Linked DNA regions of Mus musculus: regions 1, 3, 4 and 5 are each linked to region 2. Evidence: chromatin contacts called from public Micro-C and promoter capture Hi-C data. All regions are on one chromosome and are shown on one strand. The core of a region is the stretch at or near the end of the contact, and the rest is flanking DNA. Distances in the headings are between cores, read along the strand shown.

The links. Promoter capture Hi-C pulls out the DNA fragments that hold promoters and counts their contacts. A called contact is a pair of places that touch in the nucleus more often than the background predicts. Capture Hi-C pulls out chosen DNA fragments and counts their contacts.
Region 1: a contact with region 2 is called in a Micro-C map of embryonic stem cells, with 8 times the contacts expected there. The contact joins the promoter of Susd6 here to the promoter of Dcaf5 in region 2. A contact is called at or near these places in 4 of 39 promoter capture datasets (hippocampal neurons, liver and pre-B cells), 2 of 484 Hi-C or Micro-C datasets (both in embryonic stem cells), 2 of 115 datasets of contacts at active chromatin or transcription factors (memory CD8 T cells and pancreatic cancer cells) and 1 of 9 other capture datasets (liver).
Region 3: a contact with region 2 is called in a promoter capture Hi-C map of liver. The contact joins the promoter of Plekhd1 here to the promoter of Dcaf5 in region 2. A contact is called at or near these places in 1 of 39 promoter capture datasets (the 3T3-L1 cell line), 2 of 484 Hi-C or Micro-C datasets (the Patski cell line and embryonic stem cells), 8 of 115 datasets of contacts at active chromatin or transcription factors (T-cell acute lymphoblastic leukemia, craniofacial prominence, embryonic stem cells and 3 more) and 1 of 9 other capture datasets (liver).
Region 4: a Micro-C map of embryonic stem cells shows a contact between it and region 2, with 4 times the contacts expected there. The contact joins the promoter of Ccdc177 here to the promoter of Dcaf5 in region 2. A contact is called at or near these places in 10 of 39 promoter capture datasets (the 3T3-L1 cell line, cranial neural crest, embryonic stem cells and 6 more), 3 of 484 Hi-C or Micro-C datasets (all in embryonic stem cells) and 1 of 115 datasets of contacts at active chromatin or transcription factors (embryonic stem cells).
Region 5: a promoter capture Hi-C map of hippocampal neurons shows a contact between it and region 2, with 3 times the contacts expected there. The contact joins the enhancer-like site here to the promoter of Dcaf5 in region 2. A contact is called at or near these places in 4 of 39 promoter capture datasets (hematopoietic stem and progenitor cells, hippocampal neurons, liver and 1 more), 2 of 15 datasets of contacts at CTCF or cohesin (embryonic stem cells and pro-B cells), 2 of 484 Hi-C or Micro-C datasets (both in embryonic stem cells), 7 of 115 datasets of contacts at active chromatin or transcription factors (T-cell acute lymphoblastic leukemia, embryonic stem cells, forebrain and 2 more) and 1 of 9 other capture datasets (pancreatic islet).

Annotation. Positions count from the first base shown.
Region 1 is chr12:80,787,723-80,792,817 of GRCm38.p6, forward strand. Susd6 (sushi domain containing 6) reads left to right here and starts at 2,810. Exons shown (of 6, transcript NM_178682.4): 1 at 2,810-3,093.
Region 2 is chr12:80,432,802-80,437,919 of GRCm38.p6, forward strand. It overlaps Dcaf5 (DDB1 and CUL4 associated factor 5), which reads right to left and starts at 3,800. Exons shown (of 9, transcript NM_177267.5): 1 at 3,384-3,800. The coding sequence starts at 3,597.
Region 3 is chr12:80,689,869-80,694,763 of GRCm38.p6, forward strand. It overlaps Plekhd1 (pleckstrin homology domain containing, family D (with coiled-coil domains) member 1), which reads left to right and starts at 2,733. Exons shown (of 13, transcript NM_001177503.1): 1 at 2,733-3,159. The coding sequence starts at 3,011. Plekhd1os (pleckstrin homology domain containing, family D (with coiled-coil domains) member 1, opposite strand) reads right to left here and starts at 4,084. Exons shown (of 3, transcript NR_037995.1): 1 at 4,077-4,084; 2 at 2,293-2,592.
Region 4 is chr12:80,756,936-80,762,023 of GRCm38.p6, forward strand. Ccdc177 (coiled-coil domain containing 177) reads right to left here and starts at 3,780. Exons shown (of 2, transcript NM_001008423.2): 1 at 3,462-3,780; 2 at 1-2,591. The coding sequence starts at 2,563. The coding sequence ends at 443.
Region 5 is chr12:80,726,870-80,731,633 of GRCm38.p6, forward strand. No RefSeq gene overlaps it. Among named protein-coding and RNA genes, the nearest start is that of Gm51986, 9.9 kb to the left of the region's middle. Within about 2 kb of position 3,137, at least 19 of the 459 cell types and tissues checked have an H3K27ac peak or open chromatin away from gene starts, as enhancers often do. A contact at or near this core is called in forebrain, hippocampal neurons and liver, where this site is marked.

The DNA.
Region 1 (5,095 bases), core at 1,560-4,059, 350 kb after region 2:
TCTCAGAGGTGTGGCAGGTGGTAGCTTGTTAGAGATGTGCCAGCAGGGTGGGGAGGCTTAGGTGTCGGTTTTTCAGCGGGGTGATGTGATTGGATTCCTGCCAGACTGCTGGAGAGCCCCGGACACAGTCCGGGCTGGAGGACTTTGTTCCCAGTTGCTGAACTCTGGTAGGTGGTGAGTAATGATATGGGTTGACATCGTGAGATGCGGCAAGTGTTCCATGAAGTTCCCTGTTAGTGGCCAAACTGCCACGCACGGCTGGAGACTCAGCTGTCCTTTCAGAAGACATGATCTGTCTGTATACCCACTTTCTTCCTTTGCTTTCTTTTTTTTCACCCATCCTTCTGTTTGGTGGGGCTCGGGCTCTTCTTTACCCTTTCCCTGTTTCTTTTCTCTTGTCTCTTGGGTCTTCCTGCCAGGACCACAAGTTTTAGTAAGCTATGCTACGGTCCTGCAGTATTTCTCATCTTTTCTTTTGCTGAGACAGGATCTTGCTTTGTAGCTGAAGCTAGCCTTGTATTTGGAATCCTCCTGCCTCAACCTCTTTCCCTAATGCCGGAATTACAGGCTGTCCAGATCCTGCCAGGCTGATGTTTTTCAACCCCCTTAATGGTCTGGGCAGGTGCAGCTCCCTCAGACTGGGTAAGTAGGCAGGATGCCAGGTGTCTATTTTTCAGAGGAAGAAAGGAAAAAGAAGGGAATACATCAGGGGTTTCTCCTAGGCCCACAGGGAGAGGGGGGAGCTTTCTAAAGTGGTCCTCTGCCTGTGATTTGGGACCCTGAAAGGGGTTGAACCGGACCCTTTCTTTCACAGGGGGCACCTAAGACATCAAAAAATACAGATGTTTACATTACGATTCATAATACTACCACAATTATAGTTATGAAGTAGCAACAAAAAATAGTTTTATGGTTGGGAGTTTTGTCATAACATGAGGAACTGTATTAAGGGGATCACAGCATTAAGGCTGAGAGAACCACTGCTCTAAGGGATGGGTGTGTTGTTGTGGCAGTAATTCACAGCACCTTTATTGGAAGCTTTCTAGGTGAAAGGCCCTGAGGTGTAACTTTGTTCAAAGGGTATCTGGCAGAAAAGGAAGAAGAAGAAGAAGAAGAAAAAGAAGAAGAGGAGGAGGAGGAGGAGGAGGAGGAAGAGGGGAACTGAGAAGAAGAAGAAGAAGAAGAAGAAGAAGAAGAAGAAGAAGAAGAAGAAGAAGAAGAAAGAAGAGGAGGAAGAGGAAGAAGAGGAGGAGGAGGAGGAAGAGGAGAACTGAGAAGAAGAAGAAGAAGAAGAAGAAGAAGAAGAAGAAAAAGAAGAAGAAGAAGAAAGAAGAGGAGGAAGAGGAAGAAGAAGAAGAGGAGGAGGAGGAGGAGAACTGAGAAGAAGAAGAAGAAGAAGAAGAAGAAGAAAGAAGAGGAGGAAGAGGAAGAAGAAGAAGAGGAGGAGGAGGAGGAGAACTGAGAAGAAGAAGAAGAAGAAGAAGAAGAAGAAGAAGAAAGAAGAGGAGGAAGAGGAAGAAGAAGAGGAGGAGGAGGAGAACTGAGAAGAAGAAGAAGAAAGAAGAGGAAGAGGAAGAAGAAGAAGAGGAGGAGGAGGAGAACGAAGAAGAAGAAGAAGAAGAAGAAGAAGAAGAAGAAGAAGAAGAAAAAGAAGAAGAAGAAGAAACAAAAAACTCCAGTAGATCCTAGGTAGGGCACTTGCACAGATAAAAGAAAAGGCTGGGCATGGTGGGGCACACCTTTAATCCCAGCACTTGGGAGGCAGAGGCAGTCGGATCTCTGAGTTCGAGGTCAGCCTGGTCTACAGAGTGAGTTCCAGGACAACCAAGGCTACACAGAGAAACCCTGTCTCGAAATAAATAAATAAATAAATAAATAAATAAATAAATAGAAATAAAAAGAAAGAAAGAAAAAAAAAAGAAAAGGCTAACAGGCCTTCTTAATTTATGAGTCACTGATTTTCAAGGAGTGCTTCAACATTTATTGAGCACCTCTAAGACAGGCCAAGTACCTAGTACCAAGTACCTAGGCACAAAGAGATAGTTCCTACTGTCATATGGCCACCCCTCTGTAGTGAGAGTCACTGTTAAATGGATGCAGCTGACCAGTGCTCAATTTGCTCACCTAAGACGCGCTTGAAAGCAATTCAAGGAGGCTCAGAAGCAGAGCAAAAAGCTAGGGGCCAAGCCTGCAGCTCTAGGTTCCCCAGGCCTCGCTGGAATGTCAGTTTCCTCCATTTAAGATCTGCCAGGTGTTTTTGAGTGCGCAGAAATAGCACTCAGGGACACCCATTAAAAAGATTCCTGAAGCCCACCCCAGCGTTATAGAATCAGAATGGCCTGATCTACATTTCCACCCCCACCTAACCCCCTCGGGACACTTTTGAGATAGTTAAGTTACACACCCTAACCTAGAGTACAGCTTAATAGGGAGATAATAACCTGCTTTGAAGATAGGTCAGGCAAGCGATTCAAGACCTAAATGGGCGACGTGTGTAGAAGAGGCTCTTAAACAACAGTATACTTCCTTGCAAATGACAGTAATTAAAACATCCAAATAATAACCAAACAATAACAGTAAAAGAACCGGAGGGCCCTCTAGGAAGGTGGCTTAACTAGAGTATTACAGCCAGAGCAGTTCGAGTGACTGTCTCTTTAAGGTTCCCTCCCCCCGCCGCCAGGGGCGTGTCAGACAAGGTCAGAGGCGCGTGCGCGTGACTCCTCGGGGCGGTCGCAGCGGCGCGACGCCTGCGCTTGTTGCGTGCGTGCCTGACCCCGCCCAGGCCTCGTCCCTGCCCTGCCCCCTCTGCGGGGCCTCCCCCGCCCGCGTCGTACAGCTGGGCCAGTGACGCTGGCGCAGCCGTCGCCACCGCCGCCGCGTTCCATCCTCAGGAGCCGGCCACCGCTCGCGTCCTCGTCCTCGTCCTCCTCCTTCGTCAGCGCCCGGCCGCGTGAGCCAGACCAGGGCACGCGAGGCGTCGCGGGGGACCCGACAGGGAGTGCAGGCAGGCGGGCGCGCTCAGCGGCGGAGCGGGTTCGGCGACGCGGGAGCTGCTAGCGCCCCCTTTCCCGGAGGTCTCGGCGCCGCTCCCGGGTGAGTTGTCACCGCCGCCCGGGCTGGAGGGGCCGGCTTTGTGTCAGCGGCGCGCGGGGCCGGTTGTCAGGGCACTGGCGGGCAAGCACTTCCTCAGGGACGCGGGCCTTCTGCGCGGCCGCCTGCTACCGCGCCGGCCGGTGTCAGCACTGCGAGCCGCGCGGGAGTAGCCGGGTCGGGCCGCTCCGAGGGCGGCGGCGTGGTTGTGCCGGTGCCCGAGAGCGGAGAGCAGATCGGGCTCGGTGGAGCGCGCTGCAAGGCGGAGGCCCTCCAGTCCAGCGAAGCCGCGGTTCCGCACGGCGGGACCGGCTTGGCCGAGGTGGGTTTCCTGAGGAAACCTTGCAGCCGCTCGCCTGTGCGCGGGAGCGTTCTGGAGCCCCAGCGCCTGGTCGCCTCTTCAGTCGCAAAAACTTTTCTTATTATGTGGGCTGAAACTTGCCGAACCCATTTCCTGTTTTGTTTCGGTTTTACTGTAACTACATATAGACTTTCTTACTTGTGAGACTGATGGTCCCTCCCGGGACAGCCACCATGGTGGAAAAACTTACCTGTAACGGAATTGGGAGGGCAGCAAGGCCGGGGATCCCAAAGAGGCATTAAGTTCATTGGGAACTTTACATTAGTTCAGCAGAGGCCCAATGTTGTTGCCACACACTTCTTTGGTGACAAGGTAGTGTGCTGCCCTTTGTTGCTCTTGTTGGTTGGGGTTCGAAGAGAGGTGCGGGGACATTATCCTTTTCAGTTAAGCCATGGGTATTTAGTCCTTTCTAGATCTGCAAGATCCGCAGTGACTTTCCACTTTTCACTGGTCAATCGGTTTTTGGTGTTAGAATCCCTTTGGTTAATAATAATAATAATAAAATCACACATACACACACACACACACACACACACACACACACACACACACTTTTGTGCTCTGGGAATTCTACACCCAGGCTGTCACCATCTAGTGGAGACTAGTAGAGACATGCCCTTGGCTTTGACTTCTTAGTTTTCTGAGCTTTGCATTTTTCATTAGATGCACATTCAAGTAGAAATGAGAACTGTCTTGAGTTGGGGGTGGGAGTGGATTCCTGTATTTCAATAAAGGAATCACTTCATAAGGTGGTGATACTGTGGAAAACTTGTTGAGGGTTTATTGTGTCCCAAGCTAAATTCATTTAGCGTGTGTGAGTTTGAGTGTGTGAACTTGTGCTGGTGTGGAGGTCAAAGAACAAACTGCAGGAGCCAGTTTTCTACCTCCCAGCAATTGAACTCTGGTGATCACGTCTGGTGCTTCTCCACTCTGAGCTATCACACTGGCCCAAGTTTCACTTTTGATCTCATGTAATAATATTTGAGGTAGGGCCGATATTATCCTTATTTTTTCAGTTGAGATGAAAGTTACACATGTTAAATAATGTAAGCCACAAATGTAAGTTCTGGAGTGTCTAGATTCTTCTCAAAACACCACTGTTTGAGGCTCTTTCTCTGATGATAAGCATCCCTAACTTGCTCCTGGAAGCCCAGTAATGGTAGGTTGCACAATACTAGTTCACTTTTTTTTTTAAATTTCATATCATACACAGCATATGCCAGTCGTTACCTGGTTTTATAGATACTGGGATGATTAAAACTGAAACCAGACAGATTTTCATGGTGCTCAACTTTTAATTTAGTTTATTTTGATTTATGGTGTTAGTTTTCATTACTGTTTGCTGCTTTTTGTTTGTTTTTTGTTTTTTCGAAACAGGGTTTCTCTGTATAGCCCTGGCTGTCCTGGAACTCACTTTGTAGACCAGGCTGGCCTCAAACTCAGAAATCCGCCTACCTCTGCCTCCCGAGTGCTGAGATTAAAGGTGTGAGCCACCATGCCTGGCTCACTGTTTGCTGCTTAAGGAACTTTGTACCCATTAAGTTTAAAAGGAAGAACAGTTATCAGTTCGAGACTGACCCTGTAGATGGGATTCCTGTCTACAGAGGGACTCTGGATATTGTAGTAGGAATGAGAGAGGAAAAA
Region 2 (5,118 bases), core at 2,550-5,049:
GATGCGCCAATCAGTCTCACACTGGTTTGATTACCCCTCAGGTGATAACTGTTAATAAGGGACAGTGCCCAGTAAGAAAACAAAAGACAAAGGGGAGGGGCTCTCACACCTGTAATCCCAGCATCTGGAGGATCAAGGAGTTCATTGGCCAACCTCAGCTACACACCGAGTTCCATACTAACCTGGGCTATGAGACCCTGTCTCAATAAACCAAAGGAAAAAAGCATGCAAATATGACACTTCAAATACTGTTAAACTTGGAAAGATCACTGAAGGACTTCTCAAGGGAAAACATTTTTTAATTAGCTTTAACAAGTTATGGAGTATTATGAATCCCCAAGGGGGCTTCCTTGTCAAAAGCAAGCAGAATGTATCGTTAACACAAGCTGTACTTACAATACAAGGTGAATTGCTTTTAACAAAAACTTGTGTTCTGGGAATAAATAATATCTGAGTCCAACCGGATGGGCCAATAGAGCTGCCTGCTGGCAGGAAGGACTAAGAGCTGGGACAGGAGTAGACCGAAATGAAAATGAAAACAAAAACAAGACAGGAAGAACGAACTGGGCTGGGAGGTGTGATGGGGGAGGGCAGGTGGGCTGGAACCCAGGAAGTACTGACTGATGGAGATGGATAACTCGGGACTAGAGAAGGAAGTGACCACCTGAACCAGAGAGCCTGAGCCATGCGCCCAGTCCTTTCCTACAGCACACACTGAAGATCCTGCCTGCATGACTCACAGCTACAATCCCAGCACTCTGGAGGCTGAGGCCCCTGGGGCCAGGCAGAACCTCAGTGTGAGTTCCACAACAGCCTGGGAGAAGAAGGTGAGATCCTGTCTCCTAATAGGAAAAAGAAATAAAGCAATATAAGCTCACCACTTGGTAGGTAGAGATAGCAGGGTGAGCAGTTCAAGGTCATCCTGGGTGGAATATTGAGCTCAGGCCTGCCTGAATTACAACAGACTCATTCTCAAACAGAAATTAAAAAGAAAGAAACTGGCCAACACTAGAGATAATGGGGCTCAACCAAGATATAGAGGCACCAGTTATAGAGCAAGACCCTGCCCCAAAACAAAACCAAAAGATCCTAAGAGAAAGAGTACAGAAGAATGCTGGGAGTATACACAATCTCAGTGAGCCTAACCCTAACCCCCTAACCCCCCTGACCCCTGACCCCTAACCCCCTGACCCTAACCTCTAGGCCCCTAACCCTGGCTTTTAAAAATGTATTAACTCTTCTTACTCCTCTGCTTCTCTGCCTTCTGACTAAGAGTAAGTGAAAAATGTACAGGGTGGTGTGGGAGCACACCTTTCATCCCAGCAGAGAAAGGCAGGCAGATCAAGGCCAGTAGAACTACACAGAGAAACCTTGTCTCAAAAAACAAAACAAAACAAAACAAAAACAAAAAAAACAAAAAACAAAAAAAACACACACACAATGAAAAAGAGTAAAATGCCTTAACTTTAAATGGGAGAACTTTATGGTATTTGCATTATATTTCAAGTTTAAGTCTAAAATGTGTTAAGCTGGGCCAATGTGTGATTAGTAATGATTAATTAGTTCGTTATAAGAGTATCCTCACAGTCCCTCATTCCTTAGGTAAAGTGACTGTTTGGGAGAGCCGCTCATTGGTTAATACATTAATCTCAGGAGAGAGTTGTATTACAAACACAGAGACAGCCTTCAAAGAAGCGTTCTTTCTCTCCATTTTTGCACTTGAATTTTGTTAGGTAAAATTCTACACCATGGTGTGTGGGAGAAAAGCTTTTTAATGTAGGGCCTGCCTTGAAGTAGTATATCAGGTTTCTTGGGGTCAGGGGGTGTCATCTAGGGTCCAAACTTTAAGCAAGGGGAAAATAATCTGGTGTGAAAAGATGGGGTCAGTTCTAGAGAAATCTCCGGTCTATCATGAAATAATCACAGACCTCTTATCTCTGCTACCCACAAACTGGACCATACTCATGGTGGCACTTCCGCCTGATACTTGCGAAGACAGATGCTTTGCCATAACCGCCGAAGTTTCTGGAAAGCTGCCCACTGACGCAAATTAGAAAGCCATTCAGGTATCCACCTGGATGAAGTTAAGCGCCACGTCCAGGGCTGCCCCCCCCCCCCCCCCCGCCCAACCCTCCCAGTATAGGAAAAAGGGTCGAGGAAGGAGGCGAGCGGGAACGCCCGATCTGGTCTAGGCCCTTCACAGCGCAGCCGGGTTTCAGGGAGCCGCCCCTTCTCGGGCAAGAGCCCAGCCCCACCCGCCCACACCCGGGGCCGCGACCCCAGGGGAGGAGCGGGGGCAGCCAGCGACCCTGCCGCGGCGTACGCAGGCGCCGCCGCTGCCACCGTCGCCGCCGCCGCTCGGGTCCGGCCTCCCCCCCCGGAGCAATAGGCTATCGATTCAGCTGCCTGTCGCTAGGAGCCCCGAGAGAGCAAGGCCTACACCGCCCGGCCGGAGCCCCGGCCTCGATTGCACCACTTTCCCCCACCCCAGCGGGGAGACCCTGGAGGCAAGTAGGCCCAGCTGAACCGGGTGGGGGAGGAGGCGAGCAGCCCTGCAACAGGAGCCGCGCGGGTGAAGGGGGTCCTGGAGCCCGCCTCCCGCCAGTAGGTCTCCCGGGGGGTCCTCCTGAAGCCCTGCCTCCCGAACAGCGCATCCAAGTTCAGGCTGGTTGGTGTCCCTAGGTCGCTAGAGCCCTCGCCACTCTCGGAACCATAATAAAAACAAGACGCTGAAGAGGCTACCACTGCGTGCTGGGAGATGGGATTGGGCCCTGAGAGAGCCAGGGGGAGGGGACGCCTCTCTGCTACCCGTCACCACCCGCCCGACCCCGCTGGCCCCACGGTGTCCGGCTCTGTCACCGCCGGCCTCCGGCTCCGAGGCCCCTTTTCTCCATGACACCGAGGACTGGGGCTCGAGCTTCGCCTGGCCTTTGGCGAGCCTTGGTCTCCCCCCCCCCCCCGGCCAGCCCTCCCCCCAGTGCCCCCCGCACCTTTTAAACTACGCAGAGGAAGAGTTTGCCAACCAACTTAGTCAAACCGTAACCTCGTCCCCCTCCCCGACCCACACTGGTGGGGCAGGCATCTGGAGGGACCACTTTGCACTTGGGATAAAGCACATTAAAGACCTGTCAACCATTTTAGGTCTTTTTTTATATATATAGAAGACATCCTCCTCTCCTTCCCCTTCTTCCTTCCCTCCCCCCTCCCTTCCTCCCTCCCCCTGCAATGGTATTAATTTCACACCAAATCTTCCCACCGCTGGAGAGGGGTTGAGAAGGGCGGGGGTGGGGACGCAGGGCAGCAGGAGGGTGGCGGGGAAGGGGAAGGGGCAGCTGGAAGGGGAGCGGGAGGCGCGGGGAGGGGAAGGAAGGGGGTTGATTTACCTGAGACCAGCCACTGGCCTCCATTGTTGGAGAATTCAATGGCATTGACACAGCCGAAGTGGCCGAGAAGGTCCTTCTTGTAGAGGTTTCTGCAGCCCCGCAGGCGTCTCCTCTGAAAGTCCTGAGTGAGCAGGGGGTCCCCATGCAAGCCCCGCTGGGACAAGAAGCCCACCACTGACCTCATGCTGCCCCCCAGGCCAGCTCTCCTCTTCATGCTGGAACCGCCGCCGCCACCGCCGCTGCAGCTCGCGCCGCCGCCCCTCCCTCGGCCGCACGCCGGGCCGCCGCTCCCCTCCCGTCCCGTCCCTCCCCGCGCGCAGCGAGCCGGAGGCTTCTTTAACCAGCCATGGCAGACGGAGCGAGGTGTGCAGACGGTCGGTCGGCGGCGTTCGCGGCTTCCTCACGGTCGCGTCCCTCCCTCCCCTTCCCCCCTAGGCTCCGCCTCCCTGCCGCCTCCAGCAGCTGATCCCCAGCTGCGGTCGCGCTTCCGCGGTGCGGGGCTCTTCCGCCGGCCGCCGGGCCGGAGAACGCGGGCGCCAGCTGCCCCTCCCCCGCGGACGGCTGCCCGGAGATGGCGGGCGGCGGCTTGCAGCGGCCGCTGACCGCGCCGAACCACGGTTGGCTCAGGATGGCGGCGACGGGGCACCCCCGGCACGCCGCACTCTGAAGTTGGACACGCGTAACAATCAGAGTGGCAGCCGGCCTGCGGGCTCACCCTCCTTCCCTGGAGGGACAGCGGCTCGCCCAGCGCTGCTCGCTGCCTCCTGGGGCGCCCAGTTCCCTGTTCAAGTGAGGGAACCCACGATTGGACTGGACGTCTGGAAGGAGGTTGTCTGTGGGGTTTTATCGGTGCACCTGCCCTTTCCAAAAATGTTGATACACCCTTCTATTCTCCAATTCAGTTTTCTAATTGACACTCACCACCACCCCCACCACCACCCCCAGCCTATCGGTTTAAAAAAAAAGGCAGAATTATTCAAGCTGATAGGACACTTGGGTTTAGGGGGTTGCGGAGAGGTGAAAAGAGAATTGAGCTGATATAGTAGCCATATAGTAGAGCGTATGCTTTTTGCATTCTTCAAGTTCTGGGTTCAATCTCTAGCACTAACAATCCCCACCCCCCACTCCCAAAAGAAAGTGAGAAGAAAATTGCCAAAATCAAATTGAGAAGGTCCTCTGTCCATTGGTTCCAGATGCATTTGCAAGCCACAAGAAACATTATGAAACGTAGCAGTATCTTATTTCATTGGTAGGGGTGAGGCCAAAGGTCTTGAGAATGGAGGCCTGGAGATGCACAGCTGTTAACCAGCAGCCACAGTATAGTCCAGAAGTAGCTGCCTTTCAATAGTGCAGGAGTCCTCAGTTGAGTTGACCTCAGTGAGGAAACTGGGTAAGTGCACTGGAATTTTACCAGGTAAAGTTGAAAGTCCCCTTTTCAATGGAGTGCTTTTCCAGGAAACTATCCTCTATCATTAGTGGTAATTAACTAACCTGAAATAGGCAGGTGTCAGGTTTGCCCTTTCAGTTTAACACGAATTACAATCTCAGGACCAGAGATGGCACAGGAGTGGTTAAATACAACCATAGGTGAAAGATGAACTAAAGAAATTCTTAAGATAAAGATGGGGAATGAGGAAGAGGTTCACCTGTCAAGCAAAATTATTTTTTTGCAAGTAGTTAATTCAAAAGTTCATATAACAACATTCTAAATTTATTAGAAGGTCACCAAACCCAA
Region 3 (4,895 bases), core at 1,483-3,982, 260 kb after region 2:
GGAAGCCCTGCCTGACCTTGGCCTGCAGCCCTGGTTTGTTTTGTCTTCCACAGAACTCTCAGTGTGCATTAAGTCTCCCAGAGAACACAGAGGGATGGAAAAGCTCTGCCAGGGCCTGACCCGGCATCATCAAGGCTGTTTGACAAGGGCACAAGAACCACCAAATTATCTCATTGCTTGCCTCTTACAGTTTTTCTACCCACCATTAAGTGCTGTTGGCTGAGGACTGTCCAGATGTGCTGCATGCAGATGAAACGAGCACAGACTGTTTTTTTTTTTTCTCTCTGTCATGGAAGAAACCTAGCTCCATGTCTTCCATTGCAAAGCATTTTCCAGGACCCCCCCCCCCCCCCCGCAGGCTTGCTCAGCCCCTCCCCTTGAAGATTTTCTCATGAATGGTTCTATTCATGCCACAGTTCACAAGCTCATCACTGGTCTTTACTACGAGGCCAGAGCTGCTACTGACCTGATTCAGGAGAGAATGAATTTGCTAAAAGGATACCAGGAAGGCCAGACCTCAAACCCTGCTCAGTGCCACAGAGCACTACGTGCTGCTGTCTCATGTAGCCAGGTCTGACTACCACTGCGGCTGGCATCCTTGCTACTGCTGCACCAGGAAGGCAGCCCAGAAGCCACATAACTATTCAAAGTAAGTCAGGTACCTTGGCCATCTCCTTCCCTGAAAAAGCGCCTGTGCCTGCCTGAGCCTTCTGCTTCCTTGTGTTTATGGCCCACTCCAGGGAACACAGGCTCTTGATGCAAGTTTTGTTTGTTTTGTTTTTGTATCTAAAAAGAACGGGATTCCTAAAGTATGAAAAGTGTCTGGGCATCAAGATTATAAACTTGAGGACCTGCAAGGGACCAGAGGTGTAATTCAATGGTAGAGCACATGCTTGGCATTCACAAAGCCCCAGGTTCAATGCTTGTAAGACTTGTATATAGTCTTGTAGACTATAGAAAAGAAAAGCTGGGCAGGTAAGATAACACTTTTCTATGATGCTGAGGTCTTCTGAGGATGCCCATTAGGGCATTCAGATCTATAGTGGGTGGGTGAGTCTGATGCTGCTTGTACTCAAATGCTAAATTCTGTATCCCAAGGTCTTATTGCCTCAAGACAAGGTCCTCACACATACCAGCTTTTGTTGTATAAACCTTGCCCTCCAACTTATCCATCATTGGTTAATAAAGGTGCCCACAGCCTGTAACTGAGCAGAAAAGAAGTTGGTGAAACCAGGACTTGGGATCTGAGGCAGAAACCACTGGGGAGAGAGAGAGGAAGAAGAAAGTGCCATGGGGGCTGTGGGTCATGAGTGCATGGCCCTAAGGGCTGGCCAGCTAGAGAGTGGCCCAGGCAGAGGAACAAGACAAATGATATCTAGAGATTATCGACAGGTAAGTAGATAAAATAACATAGAGGGGTGGTATCTGCCCAGCTCTATTGCTTTAAGGCTTATAAATATAAAGGTTTTGTGCCTTTTATTTGGGAACTTAATGATCTAAGGTGGGGTAGAAACCCCCAAGTAATATTTACCACAACACAGGTCAAATATTTCAAGACATTAAGCAAATGGTGAAAACTGAGAAAAGTGATTATGGGTTGACTGGAGAAGGGTACAGGGGCTGGAAAGAGCTTTCTCTTGTGTTGGTTGGTGGTCTCATGGTGCAAGCATTTATCAAATTAGTCCTCGAGAGCCAACATACTAAGTATACCTCAGTGTTGCTTGTGAAGAGCAAATTCATAAAGTCTGAGCAAACCGATTTGGCTCTCAGATTACCCATTTGTTTGCGAGTTCTGTTGCATTTTTTACTTCTCGGTTTCACACAGAGGAATCACAGATCCCGAGGGAGGAAAGTGGTTTCGCTAAGGGCACAGGTCAATCACTGAGGGCCAGTGGCTTTCCAACCTTGAAGAGTCCAGAAGGAGGAGAGGGAGGGGAGCGGCCCCAGAATGCAAACAAACCCTTCAGCCTTTGGAGTGTCTTTCCACTTGCAGAGTAGGAGGTGAGGTAGTCCCCAAGGCCTGGCTATAAAGTGACGCGGTCAACAAATGCCTACACTACACCGAGAGCGGAAGTAGACAGGTAGCCCTGGGGAGCACAGGCGGCGCGCAGATAAATCATGAATACAAACTGCATTGACAGTTTGAGATTGACACTGAGTGCCAAATGCCAACACAGACTGCCAAGTGTCAGGAAAAGAAATCCGATCTGGTCCAGGCAGACTTGGCGGGGACAGGGAAGGGCCATGAATCTTACTGGGACCTCTTTTCGAGGCTGGTCCTTGGGCACTTACCGAAGTCTTAGCTGACCACCAGCCTACCCCCTAAGAGGTAGGAGAGTCTCCGCTTTACAGGTGAGAAAAACACGATCCAACGGCTAGTCGAGACGTTTAAAGCCGGAGTTTGGAATGGCAAGCGCAGTTCCCTAACACCACTCCCACGCCCAGAGGCGAGCAGGTGGCAGCGGAGTGACTCCTGCTCATCACTGACCATACCTGGCCAGCGTTTTGATGAAGGCAGGACGGACCACAAGGAACTGGGGGAGCGTTGGGCGCCTGAGTGGGGGTGGGGAGGTGTAGTGGCCAAATCCCGGGCTGAGTGACCGACCAGGACCCTGCAGACTCACTGAGCTAGTTCCTGCAGTAGGCGCCAACCCTGATTGGCGCTCGCTGCCGGCCTGAGCCGCTCACCTGCCACTCCCAGCCAATCCAGGCTACCAGAATTGAGGCTGCAGGCACGGGAGGGGAGGAGGGGGGTGATGCTGCGAGCCTGCGGCGGAGCTGCCCTCCCCGCGGAGTTCCCTCCCGGCCAACAGCGCTCTGGAGCTTCGCCCCAGCCGCTGGCTAAGCTTCCCGCGCCCCTCCGCTCTCCGCTCCGCTCGTCGGGATACGCGCCCCGACGGCGTTCCCAGCTGCCTGCACTCGCCGTGCCCACTGCTTCCCACTGTCCTCCCTGTCCCTTCCAGTCCCACGAAGGGAGTGGGCCCGGCCAGGGCACAGTCTTCGAGATACGATGTTCACATCCAAGTCCAACTCCGTGTCGCCATCGCCGTCCCTGGAGCAGGCGGACGCGGACGCGCTGGACATCAGCACCAAAGTGCAGCTCTACGGGGTTCTGTGGAAACGGCCGTTCGGGAGATCCTCGGCCAAGTGGTCCCGGCGGTGAGTTGTGTCCCCCGCGTCCTGGGAGACCTCCCTTCCCCACCCCTCCCTACCCCGGGAGGGAGCCCCGAGCTTCAGGACCCCTCCCACTCATCTAGTCACCGCCCTGCCTCAGCCTTCCGCTGTGACCTTGACCTGCCCAGCCAGTTTCTCTCTATGCTGTCCCCCACCTGGAAGATGCGACTTTAATTGGTCGCTAGAGCTAGAATGGCCGGTAGATGCCGGGAATTCTCTGTGGAATGAACTAAGTCGCGAGTCCCAAGTGGCGAGGCTGCATGTGGGCTAGAGATTGAGGTTAGGTCGGGCCAGTCTGCAGAAGGAGAAATCCCATCCCAACCAGATTCTCCAGAGACCTCCACAGCCAATTCCATCCCTTGGCCGAGGCTTTAAGTGGGCTGGGAAATGGGCGTCTCTCTCCTCTATCCTTTCACGCATCCTCAACCTTACATGGTATTTGAGCAAGCCCGACCACTGCCACTCTGAAGTACTCGGGAGAAAGGAGAATCACAAACCTTCTCTAAGGAGTTGTGTTGGAAACTGTGCCCTGACATCACTGAAGTTAGAGTGGGAGAGAGGATATATTGGTCCTGTCCAAAGGACTGGTTGGGAGGGGGTGTTGGGCAATCCTTGCCCTATTATCAGCACGAGGCTCTCTGCCCCAACTCCAAAGGAAAGCCCAGATGCCAATAGGGCTTTCTATGGCCATGACAAGTGTTGGGAGAAGGGGCACTCCCAGACCTGGGCTTGCAGGAACCTCACAAAGCTGACTGCATGTGCACTAGGCCATTTTCTACACAGCTTTTATCATTAAGTCAACACAGATTTCCTGCAGTGTCTAGAAGACTCAGACTTCGTCCTGGTCCCTCCCTGGAGGGTATGAACATTCTTGGAAGCACAGCCCCCTCTCCCTCCCACACCTTGAGTCTGAAGGCCTCTGATGTTTTCAGGGCTGCAGATCACGTGTGTGTGGTAGTGGTTAGTTCTGATCAATTTTGATGAATAATTTAATATTCCTGTAAGACCTCAGGACAAATGGAGGTGTGGATGGGATTTCATGTTTTACAGAGCTGGTTTCATACACTTTTATTACTTCTGCCTGATTTCTCTTGGGGACTTAATGGATTACAGACCCCCTTGAGTGCCTCCCAAGTTGAGTTTTCCTCTGATGTTTTAAGTGAAGGCTCTGTGCAGAGTGAAGATTATATGAGAGACTCACAGGGCTGAACTGTCTGATGGCAGCCACTGAGGGCCAAGAACATTCTGTCTCTGCCACTTGTGTGTGTGTGTGTGTGTGTGTGTGTGTGTGTGTGTGTGTGTGTGGTGAGTGCAGAGGTAGGGGAGGGGAGGGGACGGGAGGGGTTATTGTTGACTCCCAGCAGAATATCCTGAGCACTACTGTAGGCAGCCATCTCTCTCCATTGGGTCTGACTATCCCAGGTACTCTTCTGAGTCCTCATTTAATTTAAGACTACCCTGCCAGGCATCTTCACCCGATTGCATCCGGTATGTGGTAGGTGCCAGGCTGAGTGTCCTGGCTCCCTGTATGGGGTTGGGGGCGGGTGAGCCTGGCTCCTGCATAAACAGTTAATTTGAGGCTGATAGCCCAGGGCACTTGGAGTTGGGGCCCCAAGTTTCCAACAGCAGTTCCCACAGCGGCCCAAACCAAACCAGTCAGTCTAAGTCAAAACAGTAACTGCAGGACCAAGTTAGTTCTGTGTCCTCTGAAAGAGGCTGTC
Region 4 (5,088 bases), core at 2,530-5,029, 320 kb after region 2:
TCAAGTCCTGTGCAACTTGTATTTTCAAAGATAGAGAGGTAAGTCTGGGAGATATTCCCTCCGCTGCTGCTACTTAAATCGTCTTGAACACAATTGTTAGAAAGATGCCCAAGGCAGCTGTGGCAGAGAGCCCCACGTTGGCCTCTGTGCTCTCTCCTACAGGGACCTTCCTCCTCCCAGCTACTTTCTATTCCAACCCAAAGACACCAGTGGATGTGGGTAGATTGTGCCATGTCGTTTCCAAATGGAGTAAGTCTGTAAAACAATGGTGACAGATGGAAAAATACCATGTCTGCCTTCTCAGTGCCTCATTAATGGTTCATTAGTCTGGAGAGTTCATAGTGTGGCAACTGGACTGGAGAAGCCTGGAGTTTGGTCAAGGTGACTAAGAGAGAGGCCACACCTGGCCATATCCAGCAGCACGGTCTGTCCAGGGCGGCTGTCATTTGCGGTCCAGGCTGGCATGTAGCTGGGCCTCTCGCACCATGCGGTCAAAAGAGCGCGTGTTGGTCTCCTCCCGCACCTTCTCCCGCACATGGAAGGAGGCCCGGGCCGTGGAGCGAGCGCTCTCCAGCGCGCTTCGCCGTTCTCGAGAGAGCTGCTCACTGCGCTCCAGCTTGCGCCCAATGGCCTGCAGCAGCTCGCGGCGGCGGCAGTCTTCGTCTCTCTCTACCTTCTCCTTGTTGGCACGCTGGGCCCTCTCCTTTTCCAGGCGGGTCTGAACCACGCGCCGGGCCTTCTGCTGCACAGCCTCTTCGGCCACCTGCGCCGCGTGCTGCAGCCGTCGTTCTCCCGCCCGCGCCAGCGCCTCCAAGTGCGCCTGATGCTCCCGCTCTTTGCGCTCGGCCGCTTCCTTCGCCCGCCGACCCTGGAGCTCCTCTCTCCGCGCGCGCTCCCGCAGCTCCCGGGCGCGCTGTTCCTGCAGCTGCTCGTAGTTCTCTTGCGCGCGGCCCAAGCTGGCCTCCAGGGAGCTCCGCAGGCCCTCCCGCTCCTCCTGCTGCTGCCGGACTCGGCCTCTAAGCAGCGCCTCGTGGCGCGCCCGCTCGGCCCGGCTCAGCTCGCGCTTCTCGCGCTGCAGTTGGCCCTCTTGCCGCTCTCGGGCGCGCGCCGCCCGCTGGGCGCGCTCCCGGCGGACCAGCTCCGCGCGCTCCCGCCCCTCTTGCCGGCCCTCCTCCCTCTGCTTCAGGTTCTGCTCCTGCTGCAGCTTGCGCAGCCGGTCGTCCCGCGCGGCGCGTTCCACCCGCTCCCGCCGCAGCAGTCCCTGACGCTCCGCCAGCTCCCGCCGCCGCTCCTCGCTGCGCTCGCACTGCTGCTGCCGCCTCCGCGCGGCCTCGCGCTCCTCCCGGCCCCGGCGACCGCGCCGCTCCTCCACCTGCGCCGCCCAGGCCCGCCGGCCCCGCTCCAGCGCGCGCTGCTTCTCTCGCTCCTCGCGCTCCCGCCGCTGTTCGGCGCGCACGCGCTGCTGCTCCCACTGGCCGTGGGCCGCGGCGCGCTGCTCCAGCAACAGGCGCTCTTCCTGGTGCCGGGCCAGCATGAGGGCGGCGATCTTGCGGTCGCGCTCGGGTACCCCGCGCAGGCCTCGCTCGGCGCGCACTTGGCGGACGATGCGCTCCACATGCTGGGCTGTCTGCGGCGAGTGGCTCAGGTCTCCGAGGCTGAAGCTGCGGGCCGTGAGCGGAACCAGAGCAAGGGCCGAAGGGCGGCCCAGTGGGTTAGGTGCAGACGACGCCGAGCCCGCGGGGCAGCTGTTCCTGGCGGAAGCTCGAGGTGGCCAGCGAAGCTCCCGAAGGCTCTCCCCGCTGTAGGACGACGACGAGGCCCCGGACTCGGAGCTCAGGGCACCGTCCCTCCGGCGGGAGAGCGAGTCCAGCGAGTGGCTCTTTCTACCTGTCCGAGAACCGGCGGGCGGAGGCCGGCTCCTGGCGGGGGGACTGGGAGAAGTCCTTCGAGCAACTCGCGAGGCGGGCGAGGCCGGGAGGCTGCTGCTGCTGCTGCAGCTGCTGCTGCTGCCCCCGCTCAGGGCCGAGGCTGAGGCTGAGGCTGAGGCCGAGGCCGGGGCTGCCGCCGGACCCTTCGGTGTGAACAGGCGCCGCTTCTCCTCGCGCATGATGCGCTCGCGCTCGGCGCGGCACTGCTGCAGTTTGGCCAGGCGCTCCGCCTCGTAGGCCTCGTACAGGCCGGTGGCCACGCGCATGGAGCGGCCCGGGGCCTCGCGCACCAGGTCGGCCAGGGCCCGAGGCAGCAGCTCCACGGGCTTGACCGCGCATCGGGCGCAGGCCTCCAGAGAGCGGGGGCTGGTCAGGACGTAGCGGCTGCCCTCTGCCTCGGGGCAGGCGAAATTGAAGAGATCGAGGTGCAGCAACGGAGACTGCTCCCGACGTCCACCTTCTGCCCCGCAGGGGACTTCAGCCTTACGGGGCGCCGCCGCGGAGGCGGAGGCCGAGGAGGCAGCCGGCTGCTGGGCTCCCTGGGCATCGGGGGGCTCGGACGCTGTGGCCTCATCCCCTTCAGAGCCACCGGGCTCCGCTCCCTCTTTCTCCTCTTCTGGCACCGGGTCCACCATAGCTGAACCTCGTTCTTTGTTGGAGTCCCTGAGATGACAGAGGGGCGGGGGGACATAGAGGATCTGTGAGCTGTTCCTCCCTCCTCAGCCATATTTACCCCTCCCAACTTAATCCGATTTCAGATTAGGCTCAGGGGCCTGATGGAACGTAAATCCTAAAACTGATGCCCCAAAAACTCAGGCTGGGCAGTTGCGGTGGGGGGACGCTGGGCCTTAGACAGCAGCCTCAGTCTCCCTCAGACCTAGAATGCAGGGCCTTTCAGGAGACCACATTGGCGTGAGGCCCACTAGCTGCATCCCCTTCCTGCAAAGATTGAAGTGCAAGGAAGGCTGCAGCCAGCGAGGGAGGCGCTGGAGGATTCCCCGGAGGATTAGCTATTTGTTTGTAGCTTAGGCGGGCTGCTGGGATGCAGCTTTGCAAGAACACAAAAGGGGAAGGGGCCTGTGCATGCCAAAGTGCATTGCTGCGAGGGCCCCAGTTGCCTAGGAAGAAGTTTATGGTTGATTTCTCTCTACCAAAAGGACCCGGAGCGCAGGGCCCCCGGGAGATGGAAGGGCTGAAAAGAGTCTCCAAAGGCTTCTCCGAGTGGAGTGATGGATTCTTTCTCCAGCCTCTCCAGCGGGGCTTGCTGGGAGCTCTCTGCCTTCCTCTTCCTCCAGCCCCCACCCGGTGTTTGCTCAAGATGCACAAGGCACCTGAATCCTCCCAGATGCACCCGATCTCCAAGGCCGAATGTGTAGTTAAAGGTACCATCAACCCCAGTATGGTGGACTCAGACATCAGCCGCTGATGCTCACCAGTTTCCGCACCGCATCTCAGGGGAGTGGGCTCTTAGAGCGCCGTAAACCCTGCCGCTCCATTCTGGGAGCTGCTAGGTCTCCGAGCGGGTTCACTTACCCCAGGTCCGGGCTCCGGCCCCCTTGCCGAGGGCTTTTGTTCGCCTCTCGCTGCTCTCCCCGGCGCCTCTTCAGTCCCTGCGCCGGCGGGGTCGGGTTACTGCCGGCTGCAGCAGCCAGCGTCTCTCCATGGGAGACTACGAACTGGGAGCACACATCCCAGACGCTACCTACCCGGGGGAGGGGGAGTGCGACAAAGTCTCCCTAAAATAACGTAGCTCTGCTCCCTTGCTCACAACTGATTCTTAAAAAAGGAAGCTGGGTTCTTCCCTCGCCTCTGCATCCATCTCCACCTCTACCGCCAAGGTACCGCAGGTCTCTCGCTGCTCCTGGCGCCTCCTGGTGGCCACTTAAGGGTATTCATTTCTTTGCTTAGAGGACGACAAAGCAATTAAAAATACAGTAACTACACATGTATGCATATAAATGAATGCATGCATACATACGTAATACAGAGAGATGTGGACATAGCAGTTATCACCAGAAATCTAGTCTTTGGGCACCTTAGGCGGGTACAATGAAGGAATCAGTATATTTCTCAAAGGGATCTTAAGCAGACCAACAAGTCAGCAAGTAATTGGGTAGAAAGAGGGCACCTGGTCCAAATAGTGATTTTTATTTATTTAAGGAAAGCTAAGATGGGAGAACGAATGAGAACAAAGAATGATGCCACATTATGAAATTGCCATTACCTTGTTTGCTCACCTAAATAACTAAAAACAGTCGACAAAAACACACGGGTTCAGGCGGCAGAACACAAGTGACCAGCGGATGCTGCTTCCGAGTCGCTAGTTTCATACGATGAGACTGATCCTGATCGATGCCATGTAATGAGTGCTTTTTGATGACACCTCATCCTACCCTTCCATCGTGAGTGGTAGTGGCCAAAGACATCCCAGATTAGAATCCTCCAAGGAATGGGGGGGGGGGGGAGGTGTAGCATTAGAGAGTGTGGTGAACTATGATGCTAAAGAATCCGAAGGGCTGGTTGGTGGTGATGCCCGCCTTTGATCCCAGCACTCAGGAGGCAGAGGCAGGTGGAGCTCTGTGAGTTCAAGACCAGCCTGAGCTACAGAGTTCCAGGACAGCCAGGGCTACACAGAGAAACTAAACAAGCAAACAAAGGAAACCATGAGGGGAAAGTAAAGTTTTTGTTTTGTTTTGTTTTGTTTTGTTTTGTTTTGTTTTGGAAAGGGAAGGTTTTGAACAAGGAAATAATGCCGCAGATAGACTTTTTAGGAACATAACTCTAGCAACAACAGGGCAAGGCCCAAGAGACTAAGGAAGCAGTTGGGGAGGCACTGCAGGTACCCAGCACAGGGAATGTTGGAACCAGAAAGGGAGCGGTGGTAGGAAAGGAGGAAGGTGGGGGTTTGTAAATACAGTGGAAGGAACCACACTCAAAGCTTGGCTCTAGTGTGTGAAGTGAGGGATCAAGGATGGCTGCCTGGAGCAGTGGGATGCTGAGACAGACAGACAGACAGACAGACAGACAGACAGACACGGAAAGCGTGGATCCAGGAGGGAAGATTAGCTGGTATGGAATGCCAGTTATGGGCAGTTGCCCCTCTCCGTCATTAGAGTAGGACCATCCAACAGGTGGCTGGTTAAGTCATACTAGAGGTCTG
Region 5 (4,764 bases), core at 1,887-4,386, 290 kb after region 2:
GAGTGTGTTCCAGGACAGCCAGGGCTACACAGAGAAACCCTGTCTCAAAAAACAAAAAAACAAACAAAACAAAACAAACAAACAAACAAAAAATAGAGAGTGTTTTCAGAGGAAGCTGTTCCCACAGCTGTCCCACTGCCTTTGTAGCAGCAGGAAGCAGGGAGCCAAGGATGCTACTGTTTAGTATTGATTGATGTTGGTCCTATGGTGGAATAGAGATAGAGAAACTCACCAAGATGCTAAGCCATCATTTTTCCAAAGGACCAGAGGGGTCAGCCTTCTTGGAAAAGGCTGACACCCAGCTAGCTCACTCCAGTTACTTTATTCAAACATTATACAAAAAGTTAATCTGGACTGAGAAAGGTTCCAGCTACCAAGGTTATCTTGCTCTTGCTTCCCGTGAGAACCGATAACCCACACAGATCTCAGTCCCTTTTGTCCATGGCTAGCCATAATCAAAAGTAAGAACTCAAGGTTTACCAGGAGTGCCTTAGGACCAAGACTGGCGCAGCTGCAAGTTCCCACATGGCAGCAAGTGCAGATACGCCAGAGAGACATTTCTTCAAGGTTCAAACCCTCTCCAATTTCTCAGTCTCTACTGATTGACCCAAACATTGCAAAGGGTTTGCTGAAACATTTCACAGCCAGACACAAAGACCTTACTATTCATATCGCTGTAGTTTGGCTCTATACATTCAGGTCCAGACTCCAGCCTCTAGAACGGCCCCACCCACATTTCAGGTGGATCTTCCAACCTCCATGAATTAATATAGATCATCTCAAACAGACACCATCAGAGGTTTGTTTCCATGGGGATTCTAAATCCCAGCAAGTTGACAAGATAAACCAACATACCTCCCAAAGACATGTTAAAGAAAGCAAGAGACTTTGGAAAGCACAAATGTTCCAGCCGAGGAACCTGTCTCAATTTCTGGAAAGAGGCAATACTCTCAAACCATTAATCACAGTTTAGCCTGACTTGGGCAGTCTGTTTGGAGGACAAATACATGCCCCAGTCTCAGGAACAGCCTAGGGTGTCAGGTGTGATCTAACCAGACAGCAGCTGGTAAACTACTAGGCAAAGCAGTTGGTCAGGGAGCCCTGTGCCCCTGCCAGAGGAAAGCTCCTCAGATCTTCAACCATCTGCAGAGTCTCCTCAAAGTCAGAAGCCCCACAGCTCTGACTCAGGAAAGAGATAATGGCTTCTCTCACCCCACTTCTTGTGAAGGGGTAGAGCAGTAAGCCTTTGAGGGAGGATCAAGAGGATGATTCAGCCTGGTAGAAAGAGAAAGCCACTCCATCCAGTGGGGTTGAACGAAGGTCCTTCAAAAGTTTAGGGCACACACCAAGCCCAGGAATTCTGAGATAGAGCTTAATAAAGCAAAGTCCTTGGTGGCTGTCCCTGTATCCCCCCACAGTTGGAAATGCAACCTGTTCTGTGTCTCTGTGGCTTTGCTTAGGGGCTGATCAAGGGGAAGCCAAGGTGACTTGGCTACTCAGAGACAGAAGCCATCTCGGGCTCCAGGGCACCACCCAGGAGACAAAGAGAGAACTACAGTTTGGAATCATGGTCCTAGGGGACCTGACACCTGCTAATCCTGCTCTGAGCATTCAACCCATGCCTGTTACCCTGTCCCAGCCATGGCTGGTGGGCTTGGGGTGTCTTTTTTTTTTTTTTTTTTTTTTTTTTGGTTTTTTTGAGACAGGGTTTCTCTTTATAGCTCTGGCTGTCCTGGAACTCACTCTGTAGACCAGGCTGGCCTCGAACTCAGAAATCTGCCTGCCTCTGCCTCCCGAGTGCTGGGATTAAAGGCGTGTGCCACCACGCCTGGCACTGGCTTGGGGTGTCTTAAAGGAGACTTTGTCCTTTGCCAAGCAGCAGTTGAGCTGACAAGACCTCAGGAGGACCTTGCCTCTCTCCCTACTTCTGTGGAGAGGTGGCCCTGATAGAGAAGGCAAAGCCTCTGCTGGTCACTTGCTGGCCATGTGGCATTGGAGAGCCACTCTTTATAATGATTTCTGTATCTATGTATGTTTATAATTGCAGGAGAGAAGTCTCTTTACTCTCATAAGGTCACGTAGATGACTATGGAGACTCCCATAATCCAGGATTTTTCTGCTCTGTAGCCTGTGACTGCCACTAGAGGTCAGGAGAGCCAGGCCCTCTAGGAGGATGCTCTGGTTAGTTGAACTAAGTGCCACACTGTCCTCTAACTTATCTGAAAAGTTTGAGCCAGGTGTGGTGGCACACGCCTTTAGTCTTAGCACTGGGCAGGCAGAAGCAGGTGGATCTCTGTGAGTTTGAGGCCAGCCTGGTCTACAGAGTGAGTTTCAGAACAGCTAGGGCTACACAGTGAAACACTGTTTCAAATCAATTATTTAGTTAATTAATTTTGGCCTTGAGATGAGAACAGGAAAGACAAGGAAAAAATAATCAATGGAAATGCCCATTGCTGCCTTCACCCCATGTCTGAGGCTGTGTGCCTATCTTTATTCAGTCAGCATTTATTGTGATTCTCTGGCGTGGAGTTGCACACCTCCATTGTCTTTTATTGGGCTTTTTATTGAGGTAAAATATGCGATCAAAATTTATCACTTGAGCCGGGCAATGGTCATTCATGCATGCCTTTAATCCCAGCACTCAGGAGGCAGAGGCAGGCTGATTTCTGAGTTCGAAGCCAGCCTGGCCTACAGAGTGAGTTCCAGGACAACCAGGGCTACACAGAGAAACCCTGTCTTATTTGAACCCCTTTTCTTTATTTTTGCTTTCTTCTTTTTCTTTTCTTTTTTTCTCTTGTCTTGTCTTGTCTTGTCTTGTCTTGTCTTGTCTTTTTGGTCTTTCAAGACAGGGTTTCTCTGTGTAGCCCTGGTTGTCCTTGAACTTGCCCTGTAGTAGATCAGGCTGGTCTCAAACTCAGAGATCTGCCCTCCTCTGTCTCTTGGGCATTTGAACCATTTCTACACATGTGACTTAGTGATGTTAAATATATTTACATTGTTGCGCAATCCGTTTCCAGAATGCTTCATTTGGCAAACCTCAGAACCCGTTAAGAGATGATCCCTGGCCCCACTCCCTGTGCTGGCAAACTCCATTCTACTTCCTGTGTCTACGGCAACTTTAGACACAGACCCAGGAAGTGGAACAAGGCAGTATTTGTCATTCTCTTTACATGTTTGTTTATTTATTGAGTGCTGTACAGCACACATGTGGAGGTCAGAGGTTAACTTGTTGGAACCAGTTCTGTCCTCCACCATGTGGGTTTCTGGGATTAAACACAAATCTTTGTCGATCTCTGTGTTTGCTCCCACTGATGAGCTGTCTTGTGAGCCAATTTTTGTTTGTTTGTCTTGTTAAAGATTTATTTTATTTTGTGTGTGCGGCTGCTTTGCCTGCACGTATGTGCGTACAGTATGCGCATGCGTGGTGTCTGAAAGGTGCCAGGAGAAGGCATTGGATCTCCTGGAACTTGAGTTACAGATGGTTGAGAGCTACCATGTGGGCATTGGGAACTAAGCCAGGGTCTTTTGCAAGAGCACCCAATGTTCTTAACCAGATTTTTTTCCCCACTAGCTTACTTCATTAGCATAGATAGCATCCTCGAGGTTCAACGGTGTGTCAGGATTTCTTTCCTTAAATAATATCCTATCACTTTAAAAAAATAAAAGCGAATTGAAATATTATTCTGACGAGTTGTTGGCCAATGGAGGGGGCCCTGTCTGTCTCACAGGTCAAAGGTTCGCTGCCCAGTTCCTACCCTTCTTTTCTTTAGGATTTCCTTCACTCTGGCTTCCTGCAGTTTAGGTAGGGATGCTTGGATGTCCACTACCGTCTTCTTCCCAGCAGATGGCAACATGCTGCAGATTCTGGTGGGAAAGTGAGCTGGGGCTCCGGCAGCAGGGGGAGGGCGGGCTTTGTGACTGCACAGCGCTGCGTGATTGGCCTGGGCTGATCTGTAGGTCATTCCTTCCTTTAGGATAGAAAACAAAGGCTCTGCTTTGACCGTCGTATACCTAGCACATTATAAACCGGACCCTTTCACACTGGTTTCTAGTTTGTGGTCTCACAACATCCCTTTCCTGGGTTTATATAATAAGGTCCATAGTGGCTAAGAACTTGCCCGAGATCACATGACTTGGAAATGGAAGTTCAGGCCCTTGCGCTCAAGGCCAGTGTTCTTTGTAGCACATCCTGGAAAATATAACATGTATTGGAACATCATTATGACACGCGTGACTGTGGATGCTCTTTTCAACTCACCCCCAGTTCTGGTCTAGATTGGAGCTTCCCATCCCTGGAGATGCTTCTCAGGAAACAAACAGTGGCGCATGCCTTTAATCCCAGCACTTGGGAGGCAGAGGCAGGTGGATTTCTGAGTTCAAGGCCAGCCTGGCCTACAAAATGAGTTCCAGGACAGCCAGAGCTACACAGAGAAACCCTGTCTTGAGAGAGAGAGAGAGAGAGAGAGAGAGAGAGAGAGAGAGAGCAGCCACATTCACCCCGCCACGGTGGTGGGGGGGAGGCGTTTGTCCTAATTGTGTTGGGGGTGCTCGAGGCAAGAGGGCGTAGGGCAGAAGTCTACTTACCATTTGTTGTGGGCACAGAGTGTTAAGACGGTAAGTATTGTGAATTTGTCAGGCATATGATATAATTGAAGGAGAAATACCTTCAAATTCAAAGTAATGAGCCCCTCAACAAAGTGGCTAAGTGGTCCTGGGCCTGCCATCCAGGGTGAAGACCCAGGATGCTACCTTCTACTAAGCATT